Regions from separate parts of the Mus musculus genome. Here region 2 is linked to region 1. A link is a contact called in public promoter capture Hi-C data. All regions are on one chromosome and are shown on one strand. The core of a region is the stretch at or near the end of the contact, and the rest is flanking DNA. Distances in the headings are between cores, read along the strand shown. Region 1 holds the start of Myh9 (myosin, heavy polypeptide 9, non-muscle). Region 2 holds the start of Mief1 (mitochondrial elongation factor 1).

Region 1 (3,480 bases), core at 796-3,295:
CCCGCCCCCACACACACCACCTGGCAAAGTCCCTGGCAGAAGCCCGGTTAAATATTTGCTCAATTACACATCTATAGGCCCTTCCCCCCTACCCCCACCTATAACAACCTGGTATATAAATTGACTGATATTGAGTGATTGTCTACACGGGGCTTCAAGCAAATTGCCTCCTTAATAGAAAGGGAGGGAGGCCTCCAGGTGAAGTTATCAGCTTGGACTCTAGACAGTGGAGTCAGAAATGGCTACAATGTTTCTGTGAACAAGTTACCTTTTATTTATTTATTTATTTATTTATTTATTTATTTTTGCTGTTTCAAAAAGCTTTATTTTCACTTGGTCAAGGCTTAGGAGGGGCTCCGGGGCGGGTTACAGATCTGCCTAGTGGCTTGAGAGTTCTAGATGGAGGTCCTGAGATTGACTGGCTGGCATACAGCAGAGGAGGGAGTCCTTTGGGAGGCAGAAACCTCCTAAGTCGTGCTTGAGAGTGAGCCACTCTTAGAGATACTTGGGCCAGTCTGCGTTGGCTAAAAAATACGGAACTCAATGCATTTGCGTGTCATCCTTACGCAGAGGCCATGCTAATCTGTATCGTTCCAATTTTGGTATAGGTGCTGCTGTAGGAAGCACGCAAGTTACTTTGAAATCTTGCTAATCCAGAAAACCGCTCAGAGAACTGAGAACTCGATGGACCTCCCTGTAGCCCAGCCGAGGCAGCCTCCGGGTCTCCAAGACCTGGGACTTCCCAGGGACCTTTTCCCTAACACCGCTGGGTGGGGCCTTAGGCACCCGCCCGAGCCCACCCAGCCTTCAGTTTCACTACAGCCCGCAAGCAAGTCATAGAGGGTACTTGACTCAGTTTGCCTGGGAGAGATGGGGACCCGGAGGAGCGGGGTGCAGCTCCTGCCTTAGGCGTGGCTCCAGAACAGGATGAGGTGAAGACCCTAGTGCAAGGAAGTGGGGGATGTCTTCAAAACTCCGCCTCTCATCAAACATAAAAGATGCGGCTGCCCGGCCTGGTCTTAAAGTCAGGGCCAGCTCCCAGAGACTGGCCCGGGCGTGGCGTCCCAAGGTGCGGTGGAAATCAGGTGCACGCCTGCCCGGGCGACGGGGCAGCTGCCGGCAGACCCAGGCCTTCTGACCTCGGGCAATAGAAATCCAAGGTTGAATGAGGTCAGACGGGGGGGTTCTTTTCCTGCGCCCTGAGCCCCTCGGCAGCTGGGACCCCTTTTCCCACGCACTCTGAGTACCTCTCCCCGCCCCCTCCCGGCCCAAGGGCTGACGGACAAATGAGGAAGTCCGCAGCGGACGGCGGAAACCGTGCCGGGCGCAATGTCTGCGGCGGGACCGACCGATCCTGACTCAGGAGGACGCCCTGACAGCTGCCAAGCGGTCCTCGCCTGCCCGTTACCTCCCTTTGCCAAACTTACAAAGGAGCTGCTGCCCCGTGCCCACGAACGCATCCGGCCGGCTCGGCCGAGATCTCCGGGACTGCTGCGTCCCGGAAGGGGTTAAAAAGTTTGCCGGAGCTGGCCGTCGGGGAGGCGGGAGTGCAGAGGCGACAGGAGCAGGCCGAGCTCCCAGTGCCCCGACCGGGAAGGGCATCCTGTAGGGCCGGGGACTGCGTCCCCCGGTTCCCTAACCCCGAGGCCTCGCTGCCTATCACCCCTCGGGTGAGGATGCGGAGTCCGGTCGCACCCGACCGCGCTGAAACCCGCCACGCGGAGGCCGAGAACCACAGGGCCGTCCGCCCCAAAGGACTCGAGTCTTGTCGCCGCGCGCGCGCGCTCGGCAGCTCCGGGGCGGGACATACCGGCAAAGCTCGCTCACCTGAACCTGGGTCTGCCCGGGGAACAGGCGCTGGTTCTTCCGAGTGGACTTTCTCGAGCGCTCGGGCGGCGCGGCGGGGTGGGGCGAACGCGAGACTGGAAGCTGCAGCAGGTCAGGTTCTTGAGCCTTCCGTGCCCTGCCCAGGAACCGCGGTGATCTGCGCGCCTCACCGCACCCAGCTCTGGTGCGCGCCGCCCTCCCTGCCCCGCCCTTCCAAGAGGAGGGCGGGTCTACAGCTCGCCGCCGGCTCGTGGGTGGAGCTTCCAAGAGTCCCCGCCCTCTCCCCACACTGCCCAATCCAACAGGAGTCTGGCCTAAACTGACAGATTTTCGGCCTATAAACAGACAAGAGATGGAAGCCGGAGTGCTGAGATTCATCCTCCCCATCTGTCCCCACCTCCGCCCACCCCACCTTCCACCCGCGCTTCCTAGGCGGGAGCCACGCCTTGTTGGGCGGGTCCAATGGACAGCCAGGTTACAGGACCAGGATTGACGCGGATTTCATCCAATCAGAAGCAAGCGGCTCAGGCGCGCTGGGCTCCTGGTCCCGGCTCTGGTGTGCAGCTTGGGCCGCGCCGGGGCCGGAGGGAGCGTACTGGGGAGGTCTGAGGCTCTGACACTCCGCCCAGCGAACCGTGTTTTCCCTTCGTCCTGTCCTACCAGGAGAACAGATATTAAGTACCATATATGGGAAAAGTGGTATTTTACATAATTATGATGGCTGTGGGGGCGGTCATGGCTTCAACCCTGCATTCCGTGTGGGCGTCCTGAGTTCGATTTTGGAGCCTGCTCGCGGCTGTCCTCCAACCTCTGAACCTTTGCTCTGGCTAGTACCTCTGCCTGGAATGCAGTCTAAGCCACTCTTAACCTTTGAATAATTAACTCACACACATCTCAGATATTTGTCACTAAATTATTTTAAGGGTAGATTTCATTTGTTTTATTTTGGTTACTAACCACGAGAGGATTTTTTTTTTCATTTAAAAAAATGTACTTTGCCATTAATCTATCAGGAATTTGTCCACGCATTATTTTCTGCCCAAATTGTCCGTTTCCGAGTTGTGTCCATTGATCTATGTGGTCGATCCTGCAGCACGTCAATGCTTTCAAATGGCTTTATGAAGGCAAATTTCTCGTCATTGCTCTTAACTGTTGGAATGTTCTTGCTAACACAGTTAAAATGATCCTTCCATATAAACTTCAGGGAAAACTTACATTCTGAAGCCAAAAAGCAGCTAAAGAAAGAAAGAGATTTTGCAGCCCAGATGACCAGTGATTGCTACCCACATTACAGCAAAGACTGCTTCCCAGTTGATAAGAAAAATTTAAAAAATTTTTAAAAGGCTGAACCATCCAGGGGTTGTGGGTGGTATACCAGAACTCAAGAGGTCTGAGGTAGGAGGGGGAGTTCAAGACTAGCCTGAACTACACAGACAAGCAGTTCAAAGGTGTGAAATATATAAAGCCAATAATTACTTTTAAAACTAATCATCAAGAGACTGGAGATGTACGGGCAGTGGTGGCCCATGCCTTTAACCCCAGCACTCGGGAGGCAGAGGCAGGCAGATTTCTGAGTTCGGTCTGCAGAGTGAGTTCCAGGACAGCTAGAGCTACACAGAGAAACCCTGTCTCGGAAAAAAAAAAAAAAAAAAA
Region 2 (3,434 bases), core at 341-2,840, 2.4 Mb after region 1:
GGAGCAAAGCAAGGCTCAGGAAACTGAACCCGCTGCCCCAAGTGTACCACCAGCACAAAGGCCCTTTCCAAACCAGACAGACTTGATCACTCTGACCCCTGACCTTTCTTTGACCTTCCAGTCTGTACTGGCTAGTTTTGTGTCAACTTGACACAGCTGGAGTTATCACAGAGAAAGGAGCTTCAGTTGAGGAAATGCCTCCATGAGATCCAACTGTAAGGCATTTTCTCAATTAGTGATCAAGGGGGAAAGGCCCTTGTGGGTGGGACCATCTCAGGGCTGGTAGTCTTGGTTCTATAAGAAAGCGGGCTGAGCAAGCCAGGGGAGGCAAGCTAGTACAGAACATCCCTCCATGGCCTCTGCATCAGCTCCTGCTCCCTGACCTGCTTGAGTTCCAGTCCTGACTTCCTTGGTGATGAACAGCAGTATGGAAGTGTAAGCCAAATAAACCCTTTCCTCCCCAACTTGCTTCTTGGTCATGATGTTTGTGCAGGAATAGAAACCCTGACTAAGACACAGTCCATCCATTCACCAGTGAAATGCCTACTGTACCTGAACCTGTGCCCTGGGTAAATGAATGTTCCCCTTGAGCTGCAATTCCTATAAGGTCCTGTTTCCTTATGATGTGAGTTGATAGTTATGTCCAGTCCTGTACCCAGTCCAGAGGATCCCAGATTGCCCATGCTCTGTGAAACCTGGCTGAACCCTGAGGTTTGCATCAGTGTCTCGGCTGGCTGGTCTCTGGTCTCCAAAACACCACAGATATGTGGGGGCTGGAAGACACTTTAATGTTTAGCCCCCATTATACTGGGAGCATGGGGCAGGAGTGGGGTGAGTGTGGGAAGGTTAGTGAATCTGGAAAAGGTAATCCTGACATCCGAGACTCTGTGTGTGAGTGGGTAATCCTAAGGTCTCCCCCAGAGGGTCTCCTTGTCCTTTACGAGTGGAAAACTCGTCTACTTAGGAGACTGTCCCGAGGGATAGGTTACCCGGTCTTCTAGCTGGAAATTTCACAAACTAGATTTATTTGGGTCACAAACTTCTTTCTTTAAAAAGCAAAGTAGGGCGGCCTAAAAGAATGGAAAGCCACACACTTTGGAGGAATACTGAGCTTGGACCCACTGTGAGCCTCTGCAGGGCTCAGCTTTCAGTGCAAATGACCCTGCCTCCCTCGGCCTCGATTTTCCCAAGTGTAACACTGGAATGCTGAAGTCTACCAAACAGAGAGGTTGGGTTGGACAAAATGCAGTGTGTCAAGTAATCAATTCAGTGTGGTCAGAGCCTCTCGCAGGCCAGACGTAGGCAGCAGGTGGAGGGCGACGACTTGCGGCTCCTCCCTTAAGCCACACCCAGCCAGCACTGAGTTTACACAGAGACTGCACAGTAACGCTTTCGGAGGAGGGGCCGTGGAGCTAGGTAACGTCACCTAGGAGGCGGGGCTGCGTCTGTGGGCGGGGCCCCACGACGGGCAGCGCTGGACTAAGTTCCGGGCTCCGCCTCCGGAGGGAGGCTACGGAGGGGCCGACCGGAAGTGCTTCCGCCTCCGCCCGCCTCCGCGCTCCCTGTCGCGTCTCCGTCGGCCCCGCGAGCGAGGTCGTGCCCCGGAAGTAGAGGGGCCATGTTGATGGGTGACCCGGAGAGAGGTACTGGGCGAGTGGCGAGTCCTGAGGAAAGGTAGCGCGTGGTCCGCGGGTGAGTGAGGGAGCGAATGAGGGCGGCCGGGGATCGCCCGTTTGAGCTCGGGCCAGTTTGGGGGCTACCGGCTCCCACCGGGGCCTCCAAGCTTCGCCCCGCCCCGCCTCAAGACCCGGTTGCCTCAAGCCACAGAGCCAGCCTGGCCCCGGGGTCTGCGTTCCCGTCCTCTGGGCGTTGTACCCCGATCGGAGCCCGTAGTCAGTCACTCAGCGACCTCGTTCCAGCCCCTGCGTGACGTTCTCCTTCCAGCCCTCCGTTGTTTTTCTGCATCTTTTGCATCCCGGAAGACCCTCAGGGCCAAAGGGGAGCTGTTCTGCAGTTGAGGAAAAAGGGACAGCGGTGGCTTGCCCCGGTTCGCGCTGGAAGTTAGCAAGGTCAGAGGCTACTGCTTCTGTCTTGGAGCCCAAAGTTCAGATCATTTTTTGTTTTTCATCCAGGAACTCCCTTCACCCCTGAAACACATACAGGCTCATACAACAACTGTTTCTTCCTCATAGGGTTATGGGGAGGATTCCTCCTTCCAGCCTAGTTTTGAGGTTGGTGAGCCCTGGGCCCTGTGCTGGCAAAGTTTGCTGAACGCCCTGAAGTGCACACATGTAAGACACCCCCCCCCCCCGCCCCCACCTCATTCCAGCGAGTTAGGGTCTGGATTGTTTTGGTGAGTGGGCAAATCACTTCCTTTTGGGAATGATGTCACATACTTGGCACACATCTTTCATCTCAGCTCTCAGGAGGCAGAGACAGGAGGATTTCAGAGTTTGAGGGCAGCCTGCTTTACAGAGTGAGTTCTAGGACAGCCAGAGCTCCGTAGAGAGGCCCTGCATCAGGAAACCAAATTAAACAAAAGCAAAAGAAAGCAAAAACAGAAAGAATAAAAAGAAAGAAAGAAAGAAAGAAAGAAGAGATAGAGTGATGTCTCTGTGGTTAAGAGCACTGGCTGCTTTTCAGAGGACCCAGGCTCAATTTCCAGCACTTCTGTGGTGGCTCACAACTGTATATATTATAACTCCAGTCTAAGGATATGACAGTGTTACACTCTCAAGGCAAACTGGCATGTAGACAAACATGCAGGCAAATACCCATACAGAAAAAAGTAAAAAAGTAATTAAAACAATAAGGCCAATCAGCGTGATGCTGCTTATATGGTGGTACCAGGATCCAGATATAAATCCTGGTCTTTAACTACTCTAGGCCACACTGTCTGGTAGAGTCCCATTACAGGGGCTTTTTAGGAGCAGTTCTCAAAATAACCTTGTGTAGTAAGTACTCTCATGATGTCTTTGTTATCTCTGTTTTACAATGAGGAAGCTGATGCCCACTGTACTTTATGCTAAGTGCCCGGGCAGTGGGATGGCACAGCCAGGACTCAAACTCTACTTCTTGAACCCTGGTGAGCCTTAAACTGAACTTCTCCAGGAGGGGCTGTTTACAGGGAGGAAGCTGATCCCAGCTTTGCCATGAGTCCTTGGAAGTCTCTGAGTCTGGCATTAAGAACCCCTGCCATCCCTCCCTCCCCCCAACTCAGACACACACACACACACACACACACACACACACACAGTGTCTAGCAGGCCCTGCTGTCATCAGTTCTGACTCTAGCCTTCTGTGTCTTCTCTGTAGAGTGTGACGATTAGTACACGTCGGTCCCCCATGGCCCCTTGGAGCCGAGAGGCAGTGCTGTGTCTGTACCGGGCTCTGCTGCGCCAAGGCCGAGAGCTTCGCTACACTGATCGAGACTT

The links. Promoter capture Hi-C pulls out the DNA fragments that hold promoters and counts their contacts.
Region 2: a contact with region 1 is called in a promoter capture Hi-C map of liver, with 2.6 times the contacts expected there. The contact joins the promoter of Mief1 here to the promoter of Myh9 in region 1.

What each region holds. Positions count from the first base shown.
Region 1 is chr15:77,840,130-77,843,609 of GRCm38.p6, forward strand. Myh9 (myosin, heavy polypeptide 9, non-muscle) reads right to left here and starts at 2,046. Exons shown (of 41, transcript NM_022410.3): 1 at 1,828-2,046. It also overlaps the pseudogene Gm22107.
Region 2 is chr15:80,232,490-80,235,923 of GRCm38.p6, forward strand. Mief1 (mitochondrial elongation factor 1) reads left to right here and starts at 1,591. Exons shown (of 6, transcript NM_178719.5): 1 at 1,591-1,692; 2 at 3,316-3,434.